Regions from separate parts of the Mus musculus genome. Here regions 2 and 3 are each linked to region 1. The links are chromatin contacts, called in public HiCAR-type and promoter capture Hi-C maps. All regions are on one chromosome and are shown on one strand. The core of a region is the stretch at or near the end of the contact, and the rest is flanking DNA. Distances in the headings are between cores, read along the strand shown. Region 1 holds the start of Emc7 (ER membrane protein complex subunit 7). Region 2 holds the start of Aqr (aquarius). Region 3 holds the start of Scg5 (secretogranin V).

The links. Promoter capture Hi-C pulls out the DNA fragments that hold promoters and counts their contacts. HiCAR-type assays count read pairs that join an accessible place to other places.
Region 2: a contact with region 1 is called in a promoter capture Hi-C map of liver, with 7 times the contacts expected there. The contact joins the promoter of Aqr here to the promoter of Emc7 in region 1. A contact is called at or near these places in 3 of 39 promoter capture datasets (hippocampal neurons, liver and pre-B cells).
Region 3: a contact with region 1 is called in a HiCAR-type map of astrocytes, with 2.9 times the contacts expected there. The contact joins the promoter of Scg5 here to the promoter of Emc7 in region 1. A contact is called at or near these places in 2 of 39 promoter capture datasets (the 3T3-L1 cell line and embryonic stem cells) and 2 of 115 datasets of contacts at active chromatin or transcription factors (astrocytes and large pre-B cells).

What each region holds. Positions count from the first base shown.
Region 1 is chr2:112,452,694-112,456,707 of GRCm38.p6, forward strand. It overlaps Emc7 (ER membrane protein complex subunit 7), which reads left to right and starts at 2,332. Exons shown (of 5, transcript NM_133749.2): 1 at 2,332-2,607. The coding sequence starts at 2,375.
Region 2 is chr2:114,173,620-114,177,633 of GRCm38.p6, forward strand. It overlaps Aqr (aquarius), which reads right to left and starts at 1,720. Exons shown (of 35, transcript NM_009702.3): 1 at 1,473-1,720. The coding sequence starts at 1,547.
Region 3 is chr2:113,826,977-113,830,990 of GRCm38.p6, forward strand. It overlaps Scg5 (secretogranin V), which reads right to left and starts at 2,115. Exons shown (of 6, transcript NM_009162.3): 1 at 2,023-2,115; 2 at 363-595. The coding sequence starts at 588.

The DNA.
Region 1 (4,014 bases), core at 1,082-3,581:
AGAGAGAGAAAAACTGAGATAAAATGTCTTCAACCACCACTTTCCATTATCTGTTGTACTCATAAAGATAGCCCCTCCTTTCCTCAGCTTCTGTTGGATTTTAATTATATGCTATTACTACAATAACTTTTAGTACAGTATATTACTATAATTACACTATTTTATTTAAGATCATTAATCTCTTACTGTGTTTAATTAATAAATTAAACTTTTTTGTAGGTAGTAAATACAGGAGAGTCCATATAGGGTGATCTGGGGTTTTTTGCACCCATTAGGAATACTGGAACACATCATTATGGATTAAAAAAAGGAATTCTGGATATGGACATGGAAATCACATGATGAAGGAAATGCACTTTAGCAAAATCAGTAAGATTAGGAACAATTTTAACGTCTCTTAGTAGGGAATCAGGAAATCTATATACTGGGGTACTTGGTAGCCTTATTTTAAGAATGAGGAAACATTTATATACCATTGGGATAATTTACAGCCAAGAGCAGCACTAGCTCTAGCACTAGGGAGGTTGAGACAGGAAAACTGCCACAAGTTTGAGGTTAGCCTGGGTTGCATAGTGAATTCTGGGGCAGACTGAGCTATGGTATAAGACCCTGTCTATAAAACATAGACCAAAAACAGAGATTTTTTTTTCCAAGCTACATTAGGGAAAAAGGGCAAAATGAAGAACTGCATTTGTAGTTTGCTATTAGATAGATGGTGTACAAATATATACATGTAAAATAGAGATGCATTATAGCTGCATACATTTATATATTTATATGTATTATAACACATTAATTTTAATTAAATTACATATTGAGGTAATTGTGATGGCTCACAATTTATGTCAATCCTTCCAGCATTTCAGTGGCTGAAGAACAGATAAAGTTCAAGACCAGTCTGGACTGTAGTATGAAATCCTATCTAAAAAAAAACTCACGATGGGGGAGGAATTCACAACATACTGGTTTTATTTATATAATAAGCACTATTTATATAATAGTGTGTGTCAAATAAATATACATTATGTTGCATATTATATTTATTTAATATCAAGTATATGGATGTTGCTCACATGTATGTATGTATGTGAACTAGCCTGTGGAGGTATCAGATCACCTGGAATTTGAAGAGCTATAGTGTGGGGGCTGGGGACTGAACTCAGGTCTTCTGCAAGAGTAACAAGTGGTCTTAACAGCCGACTCATCTCTCTACCCCCATATATGTATATTTTTAATTTTATGTTTTTGCTTATAGACTATTTCTGGGCACAGAGTCAAGGGATGGAGATAGAGACCACTAGAAACATGCATAAAGTTAGGTGTATTAATTTCTGTAGCAAGAAAAACTCTATACCAGAGAAACTGAATAGAAGAGAATTAGTAGAAGAGTATTAGTAGAAGAGAAGATGGATGAATTTTTACAGTATTTAGGCCTCTGCTCAATGACTGAGTTATCTAAGGCAGGTAAGCATCAACTCTGAAAAGAATATGTTAGCCAACGAAACAGTGAGAAACGAAGCAGGGTTGCGGCACTCTTGGTAAATAAGAATTAAGAACTGGAAGAAGGATGCTAGACGCGGCATGGCTTTACGAAGGTAACTGTTTTCTGGTGGTCTGGCCATTTGCCCTGTCTGTGTCTTAGGTATTTTATTTACCATTTATAGTGAGTGCTTCACTTTCTCAGTCTGCAACCTTGTTTGTTAAAAAACCAAAGCATTAACACAGAATGAAAATAAACATTCTCCGCGAACTTAAACATGGATCACCATTTTTTGATATAGATTTTAAAAAACTTTTTGTTTTCCTTTTCAGCCCAAATTGTCTGCATTTCCACTCTCCATCGGGAGCTTCACTCTTTTTTTTTTTTTTTTTAACTTTTCTATGGAGGCAGAGTGCACAGGGTCTTTTACGGAGATATGTGGTAGAAAGGAGACTATTTAGAGCTAGCAAGAACCTTGAGAAAGTGATAGGGTCGATGTCTGAATGTTGTTAGCTACAGACACAGCACTCAACACTTCAGATCCTCATTCCTCTCGGTCTCATGGTCCTTTACGCCCACGATAAGACCTGCAACTGTGGACGCCACAGCAAAACTCTCTGCCAGCTTTACTTCGCCTTACATGCCCTGGCATCTTTACTTAAAAGCCTCGCCACCTTTTAAGCCCCAGCCCTGGGTCATTCGGAGCGTTGATCCTGCGCCCCTTCTCCTGATTAGTCAGCGGTCACAACTTCTCTCCGGGGCGTGGACAAGCTCCGGGCCGGATCCGGCTCGGGATGATGACGACATCGGCTGGCGACGGTGGCGGCAGCTTTAGCGGCCTTGCGGCGGGGTAGGACTTCCGGGCCGTAGGCCTGACTCCTCAGAGCTGCTGTCATGGCGGGTGCTCTGTGGGGTTTCTTCTCCGTCCTGCTTCTGTTATTATCAGGAGATGCCCACAGCTCGGAGGTGCCTGGGGCTGCTGCCGAGGGCCCGGGAGGTAGTGGGGTCGGCCTGGGAGATCGTTTTAAGATCGAGGGACGTGCGGTTGTTCCGGGGGTGAAGCCTCAGGACTGGATCTCCGCGGCCCGAGTGCTGGTAGACGGAGAAGAGCATGTCGGCTTCCTTAAGTGAGCATCCCGAGGGCAGCAGGAAAGCGATTGGGGCGGACGCTGGAAGGGTATCCAGCTAGGACAGCTGTCAGGACCCTCAGTGTAGCTGTCAGAAACTGAAGGCACCGGCGCCACTAACGGTTTGTGCTGGGAGACCTTGAGAGGCAGTCAGGTACTTCAGCAACGAGGATGGCGGACAGTGGTCCCAGGCGCCCGAGACCTATGCGGTCATTTATTTGTAGCCGTATTTTGGCTCCAGTGTGAGACAGATCATACTTGGGCCCAGGGGAGTCTCATTTATCTGTTGGGTTTTACCCGCTTTGCATTTTGTCTAGTGTTTCTGAAACCTAGTTGCTTTCTCCATGTCACTCTTCTGATAGCTTGGTGTTGTGTAGAAAGATGCTGAACAAGTGGGAATTGTCAAAGCCCAAAGGGCTCCCAGTGATGACATAGACTGTAAGGCTAATGGTCCTGCTTCTAAAATTAATGGGCCCAGAAGTCCCTAATCAAAGAGTGCTTTTTTGGGGCCCGAGTTTGTGATTATTGTTCTTTTTACAATTGAATTCATCGAGGGATTTGCGATATCATAGTCGTCATTTAAGTCAGACCAGGGTTACTCGAGATTCCTTACGCCTAGTTGTTCTTTTCTTGTTCTTAAGAGTTTGTGATTTATGTTTAGATTGGAAGGTGGGTTGAATTTCTTAATGCTTTGTCAGCAGTCCGTTTTCATTCTTCAAGCCACGAATATGTTTTAAATTTTGCCATCAGTATTTGGAGTTGAAACTATGAGTTGAAAGAAAATATTTCTTTGCTGGCTTTATAGACCAACTTCAACCATACATCTTAAATGTGGATGTTTCAACTTGAATTGCTTATTTCTGCAGATTGTTGATGTTCCCTTGTGGGATATTCAACCTCAGATTAATAAATAATGGCAAGTTGACAACCAATATTTTAATGTTATTTGGCATTAGGGTATTGTTTAAATTTTGTCCTAATTAATGTTTCATTAGTAATAAATTCCCACTAGGATGTGGGAGGTAAGGCTTAATTGAGTAGTCAACTTCTGCCGTATGCAGCACATTTGAAAACCTCCTATTTTTATTTTGAAGATATTTTACAACTTAATATAGATTGTTAGATATGTTTAGCCTTGCACAGTGACATAGACCTAGCATCTCAGCTACTCAGGAATCGGAAGCAGAAGGACCATAAGCTAAAGGGTACTCTGAACTATTTCGTTGAGACCCTGTCTCAAAGAAGAAGGAAAAAAAGCTGGTGGTACAGTGTTGTGGTGGGACTTAGTATGCAAGAGGTCCAAGTACAAATAAATAAATGTTTATTGAAGAAAATATAAATAAGATATTTTCTTTTTAAAAGATGCAACAGAAAGATAATAACCTTTAATGTTTTATAGTAAATTTT
Region 2 (4,014 bases), core at 470-2,969, 1.7 Mb after region 1:
TTTTTTAATAGGTAACTGCACTGTCTGGTAGACTTCAATGCTTGGTGTATCACTAGACAGACACACAGACAGAAAGATGAACGGACAAATGAAACCACGTCTGAAGTGTTCTTCTTCCAAGAAGCTTCTGCAACACTAACGGACAACTAACGCTTCCATCTTTCAGGTTGTAAACAGTTTCAATATATTCTTCTATTTCTGTATTATAAACATTTCACTGATTATTCATCCTCATTGAAGTGAAACAGAGAAGATGGTACCTGTGTGTTCTTTTCATTTACAGCTCAATATCTTACAATCAGCAGACTTTATAAGAGACCTTCTACAATGTGAAAACTTTCTTGTGAACCCTATGCTGGCCTCAAAACAGACAAGGCTAGCCTTGAACTCCATTCCCCACTGTCTTCACATCTCACATGCTGGGAATGAAAGACAGGCACCATCTCTCCTCCGCACTTTCCCTCTCGGTTCATGTGTTCCTGTCATTCTAGCTCTTTCTTTACATTCAAACTTTAAGGTATCAGCACTTGCCTGGACTGTTTTTGTGTTCTTTCTCAAACTGTGTACTTATCTGCATTTAGCTTTAATGCGGTTAAGAAGTCGGGATAGCCTCTCTAATATTGTATAAAAGGATGAAAATAAAGAAAACCAAGTTAACAGGATCCACTTTTTAGTTACCATGGCATATTCAAGTAACCGCAGCTATAGCCATAAAAGCATAAAATTAGGGGGGAAAGGAGGGAGAGACAGACAGACAGGTACAGAGAGAAAGGAAGGGAGGAAAGAAGAAAGGAAGGGCACTTTGGGTAAAAGCATAGGCCAGATCACAGCACTTTCAAAGATTCCAGTCATTATCCCAGGGACAATCAGAATTGTTTACGGGACACTGTAGGAAGACAAGTAATGTGAGCAGGTTTGCACCAGTGAGCACTCTGGAGCAATCTGAAGAACAGGCTGCAGGAGGGCAAGAGGAAATATGACAGATCAACAAGTCTTAGTGGGGAAGGCATCTTTGGGCGAGAGAGGTCCAGAAATACAGACAAACACTGTGTAGACATGCTGGGGCTAAGCGAATGGAAACAGTTTCTAGGCTTCTGCCCTGACAAATCTGCGGAGCCAGAAGAGGCGCGGGAGGGCTTAAATTTTCCCGCACTTACACTCTCAATAATTTCCTAAGAATTAACAAGGATGTGAAAGGCTACAGGCCCGGAATTGGCTCTGTTGTCTCCTAAATGAAAGGTTATAATGACAATTAACTGCCATAGAGCGATCTACTTGTAGACAGAGTCTTGTCAGAGTAATACAATTCAGAAGCACGCTTTGTGGTCTAACGAGGAGCGGCCTCTTTCACTGCAGCTTTTCCAATGTTTAACTAGCAACTTGCACGTACACAAGATATCAAAATCAATCCCAATCCCGGGCTTTAGGTCCTCGGCATCCCTCCTTACACAAGCGGGCACGCCGGGGCTCACCTGAGTGACGAACTCCGCGTTGATCTGGGACACCGTGGGGGCCACGATTTTCTTGGGCTGCGCAGGAGCCGCCATCGCAGCGATCGCCACTGAAGCTGACCAGAGGCTCGTAGCGGCGACTCTCGAAAGCTTTCAAGCAGCGGCGGCGACCCAGCCCCGAGGTGCCAGAGCGCCCGGCACAGACACGCTGGGCTCCCACGGTTCCTCCCGGAACCTGAGAAGTCCCGGCGTTCCCCGGAAGCAGAACTAGTGGGCCCGGAAGTCAAGGCAAGAGTTAAGCTTGAGCTAGAAAGTAGGCTGCCTTTACCTGTCTCTTTATTGCCCCCTAGTGGAAGGAAGAAAGATAACATACAGCGTGTAGGATTGGGTCATAGGGAGAGAGGGGGCTGAAAGATGTGTTGAATGTGATTAATAAAGGTGGGAGTTGAAAGAATAGGATGTCGACTTTATTTGAACGCTAAAGAAAAATATAGTAAAAAGCAAAACCCATACTCTTAGAATTTGAGGCACCGTGTGACTTCAAAAACTGCCTGGAAGTACTGATTGCCATACAATAAACATAAACCAAGTGTAAAACTTAATACACTTTGAAATAGTTGTCTATCTATTATTGTATCACCAGAATCATGGCAATGAGATTACCCAAAGCCATTAAAAGTTACTATGTGTCCTTCTGCCTTCAACCTATCACCCCTTTTTCTCACACAGTCTTCTACTATCATGGATCCTCTGGGTCACTGTTAACTACAGAATTTTATATAAACTTTATGCAAATTTGCAGAGGAATAAAAGAGAGATTGATCAGCGGTTAAGAGCACCAGGTGCTCTTCCAGATGACCTGGGTTCAATTCCCAGAAGCCACATGGCAGCTCTCAATTGTTTGTAACTCCAGGTCCAGAGGCTCTGACACCCTCACACAGACATACATGCACGCAAAACACCAATTCACATGAAATAAAAGTAAAAATAAAATTTAAAAAGAAACTATTTTACATACATTTTAGAATATGTTCTTTTTTGGTCACTCAAAATTATTTTGAGATGCATCTGTGTTGTTCATATCAGTCACTGATTCAGTTGTATTGCTAAATAATAGCCAACTTTTCAGACATACTACAATCCATAAATTTAGTAATATGTTGATATGCGTTTAGATTGTTTCTAGTTGCTGACTACTACAAGAAAGTCCTCTACAGGCGATTCTAAGTCATTATGTAGACATACATTTCCTCTGAAGCAACACATTCAATGGTGTATGTTTGCCATTTTAAGAAATGTCTGTCTTTCCAAAGCAGTTGTGCCTTGCTAACATTTGAGACTTGTGTTGTCTTCTTTCCCTTACCGACTTTTAATATGGATAGTTTTTAAAGTTGTTTTAGGCATACTACGTATGTGGTACATCACAGTATAGGTGTAATTCATGTTCCTCCAATGGTCCATGATGCTGAACTCACAACTTCTTGTGAGTTTTATGCTTTTATCCTCACTAGGGAAATAACTGTTTAAAACTTTAGCCTGGTTCTTATTTGGTCACTTATTTTATAATTCTTGGGTTAGCACACCCATCCCATTTACAAACTCATACATAGGTTGAACAGTTATCTCTAGTAAGTCCTCTCTAGAGGAATATAGGCAGTAGACTGGTACACCATTCTCTCTCTCTTAATTTGTGATATATACCCATCTGCCCAAAATGAGGACTGTGAAAGAAAATAGCTGTAGGTCTGGCCATCAAGTATATACATGTTGTAGCTTTCGTCCCTCCATCTTTTATGGTTTGTAGACATATAGATAAAAATTTGCTCGATTACAATTTTAAATGTAAAGCATTCTGAATATATAACTACCACTGACATGTTATTGCCAACTATGGCATCTATAAAACAGTAGGGCAGGCTTTCAAATGACTTTGATGATGACTCTTAAGATGCTGAAATCGTTATTTTTATACTTCACCATAACTACCCATCAGGCCTTGAATGCAGGTCATGGTGGAAGGACATTAGGAATTAGGAATGAGACTTGAGTTCCCGAGTCCTTAAATCTTCAGGGAAGACCTTGTAAAGACAGTGTGGAAACAGCGGTTGGGGATTATTTTGGGATGATACCTTTTGAGTGGTGTATCAGAGAGGTTGGAGTAGGTAACATGGAGGTGGGGATTTCTGCTGGAAGTAACAAAATCAAAGGGTGGAAAGAGCCAAGGGTGAGCTCCAGCAGGACCGATGTAATGGAAGAAACAAACAGTGAAGACACTTGGCGAACAGAAAGAGCACAAATCTATTCTAAGTAGTTAAAAGGTGTAAAAAACCACACATCAAAAAATACAGAAATAGGCTGAGTTTTAAAGGGGAAACTGGTTCCATTGAATAGAAAATAGATCTGAGGTAGCTATCATTAGATGCTGGAAAAGCCTTTGACAAAACCCAACACCCTCTCATGTTAAAAGTCTTGGAGAGATCAGGGATACAGGTGCATATCTAAACATTATAAAGGCAGTATACACCCCAAATCTCTGCCCTGTTCTGGCCTTGCAAGCTTGGGG
Region 3 (4,014 bases), core at 865-3,364, 1.4 Mb after region 1:
TTCACAGCAACCTAGAGCCCTGGAGCAGACAGCACTGTGAGGTGGTCCTAGTAGGGAAAATTACATATCAGGAGAAATAGTGCCAGGTATGCAGCTCAGCCCAGAGTGCTTGCTTAGCCTGAAGCCCCAGCTTCCTTCCTCAGAACCTCATACGTTTCCCCGTCTTAGCACTGGGGAGGTGGAGGCAGTAGGATTAGAGCTCCAGGTAATCCTTGGCTACATAGGAAGTTCAGTGAAAGTCTGGTCTAAATAAGATTCTACCAGTAAAAAAAGAAAACAATACCCCCACACACGCCAAACCAAACAAAACAAAAACCCTCAGAAATACAATAGAAACACTGTCAGTTTGGAAGAGTGCATACCTTCGATGCTCTGTGGCCCAACAAGATTCATGGCCTGGTGAGCCGGGTACTCCACGCGTGGCCTGGCAATGCCCAGCTGCTCCATAACCCCATGAAGCAGCCTCTGGATGTCTGTCTCTGAGACCCGGTCAGGGGTCCGTGGACTATAAGCGAATGCTGGATTCCACTCAAACATCAACCAAAACAAAAGGCCAGATAGCATAGCAGAGACCAGCCTTGAGGCCATTTTTAACCTGCAGAAGAAAGGACCAAGTTATATAACTTGGCCAAAATGGGCAACCATAACACAACTGGGGTGATATAACTATGACTCACAAGTTGAGGCTGAAGGACCACCCTGAAAGGAGACTCAAATGAAAAATTCCTAGAGGTTTGCTTTGTGTCCAAGCCAGGTAGGAAACCGCTGTGTGAAGGAAATAAGAAGACAGAAGAGTCTAGGATAAACTAGTCCCTCTAACTTGACACCTGAGGATTCTAAGGACAGGAATATGTTCTCACATCTATGGTCTGTGATCCTTGCAATCTAAGCACTTTTGGATTTGAGATAGGGAGGGTGGTAATTTTTAAGATCTCCTAGTTTAAGGAAAGAAAGGAATAACAAAAGGGAGTTAGGGAGACCCAAACAGTAAAAAACAAACAGACAATCAAAAAACATCCCAGAGAAAGGTCTGGAGTAGTGGCCGAGGGTGTTTGAACTTAGCAGACCAGCAGGCAATAGGTGAAGATCCCGAGCAGAGAGGTACGCCAACTCCTATCCTGCTCTGTGATGAGGGAAGCAAGCAACATGAGACGCTTGACTGCATACCAGCTAGGTCTTCCTGGGCAAGTTCCTCAGCCTCCTTTTCTACAGACCAAGGATAGCAACAATCTATCTTATAGAGTTACTGTGAAGATAAAGATCAAAATCATGTAAGGAGCATGGAGCAAAGCCAGGTACCTAGTAAGCCCCCTGCACGTCTAGCCCCTTGATGGTAATAAGCGGTTCTGGGAGTTAAGGTTTGCGGAGGCAGAAGCAGCAGGGAGAGGAAAGACAGTGACATGGTGGGGGATAAATCTGCCTTACATGTTGGTGTCCGTAGAAGCCACGGGAAGCTGAACAAGGAAACAGTTTTCACACAGCTTCCCTGGCAGCTGCTCGTTCAGGATGGGTGCTTCAGGCCATAGTCAGATAAACCCTTTTGAGCATTCACACGGGAATAGGGAATAAAAAGGTAGGGAACAAGCCAAATATCTTCCCTAAAACAAATACTTCATTTTATCTGTCTGCAGCTAACGGCCTTTCCTTGCAACTCACAGACATTAAAACCATGCTCTTCAAAGAGCCAAGGACCGCTATTTTAACAGCACAATCTACCGCTGTGATAAAAGGGCTGGATGCGGGCACCAGGCTCCATCATCTCCATCTTTCTTCATGAACTCCGAATACAGGATGTTTTCTTTACTGGCTAGCCCACGGATGAACTACCCAATCGCTGCTCTCGGAACTCCACCCCCACCCCTTATTTATAACCACCCCCTGTAATCCCCGCATCCATCCTTTGTCTGACCCCAGCTAGGGTTTCTGAAGGGCATGCTCCCCCACACCCAAGGAACCCAAGCACTCCCGCTTTCAGCTGAACGACAAGTCGGACCGCATCACCTGCATCACTGCGGAACTCACCGTGTGGCCGCGGGCGAGCTTCTTGCAATCTAGGCCAAAACAGGGAGCTGACGTGCTGGATAGCTCCTGCGTCACCTCCCTCCGAAACCTCGGTCCACCCAGGCCCCGCCCACAGCAGGTGGAAGAGGCCTTCCCAGAATTCCTGGAAGGCATTGCAGGCGCCTGCGTCTCAGGCCTGGAATGTTGCTCAGCTCCAACTGAAGCAGTCTCTGTGTCTCTTGGCTGTTTCTAGGGTGCCCCCTTTCTCCATCGACCCCTATGAACGTCATTTACCTCCTTTATCAGTCTCAAGCAATTGCCACAAGTAGATGGCATCTTTAATTGACATCCTCTAGATTTTAGAATTACCATACAAATGGGTTTCATGCTGGAATGTTCATACTCTCTTCTAGTACTTTTCCTTTCCTACCCCCGCACTTAAGCCCTGGTGACAGTGCTACCCTCCCTTAAGGCCCCAGGGGACCCGGAGGCTCTGAGCATTGCTTCATAAGTTCACTAAGAGGTGAACGTGCAGGACACTTTCGGGGCATGCAGAACTTACCTAAACAGACCTGGAACTTCTATTTTGTGATACCAACGGTGGGACCCAGGATCTTAGGAGATTCCTGGCCCTAAAAGTAACAGTACAAATGCTGCAAAGCCTTCATCAAGAAACTTGTGGTAAACAGCAAGTTCCAGGATGTGGTTAGAATTCAGATTTTCTTTTTTCTTACTGCAGCTAGAAGCAGCAAACCCACTGACATTTTACTGTAATGAATAGAAGCTGGAAGACTTGTCAGCCAGAAGTTTGTGTGAAAAGCCAGACATCTAGTGCCTTTGGTTCCCTGGATGCTTTCTGTTTCAGTCAAGATAATAAACACTCTCCTGGATTCAGGTACACAATACCTACTACTAATGAATACTGTTTACTCTCAAGTTGACTTCAACATAGCTCAGTTATATTCAACTTAATATTGGAAAAATAGGTTGCTGGCTGTGTAGTTGACAGAAACATACAAAAACTGTACGATTCATGTTGTACTTATTAGACAGGGTGTGAAGACCTTTTATTGCTGACAAAATGCAGATGGAAAGGACATTTTTATAAAATTTTGGTTCACAACTTTTGAGATTTCAGTACATGACGGTGGGAGCTCATGGAGGGTCAGGATAAAGAGCAGAGCATACAAGGTCCCCCAGTGACACACTTACTCCTAATGGTTCTACAACTGCTACAGTGCCACTAGCTAGGAACAAAGCATTCAGCTTGAGCCCCTGGGCAACAGTTCACATGCAAGCTTGAGGAGTGCATGGGTCTTACCATGGCTGATCTCAAAAGAGCCTACATACCTCAGCCTCCAGAATAGGTAAGATTACAGGCATGTGCCAGTACACTTGACTAAAACCTGGTATTTTTAAAATAAAATATGAATCATATATATCCTATACTTGTTTCTCAAAACCCTACAGTAAGTTCTTAGTGACCGTAGAATGTAACCCAGAAACCCACTAACTTTAGTGCTTTGTGTATTAAAATCTACTGCTTATTTATGAGAACACCCAAATACTAGTTTCTTACACTTAAAAAAATGAGAATAACTCTTGAAGTTACTGTACACTTTTAACTTCAGAAAGCAAAAATGTATATACTGTCTGACCTTTAGCCCATGAAATTAGCAACAATCTTCATTTTTGAATAAGATAAGAAATACAAAAATGAAACCACATTTTAAAACTTTCTCACCTCCCAAATAAGAAATGTGGAATCTTAAAGAGTTAAACAACTCATTCCTCAATCTTAAATTGTAGATTCCCCACCACCACCACACACCTCTATCTTCTGAGTGCATCTGCACCATGCTCTGCTCAGGCATTAAACACCCACTGAAATCATAGGAGGCTTTCTTAATACACAGGAAAACTTAGCTCAAAATGTTTCACATTTGGAAGCACTTCAATCAGTAAAACCTATGTAATATTCCAAAATCTGAAATATTTCTCTTATCCACTTTA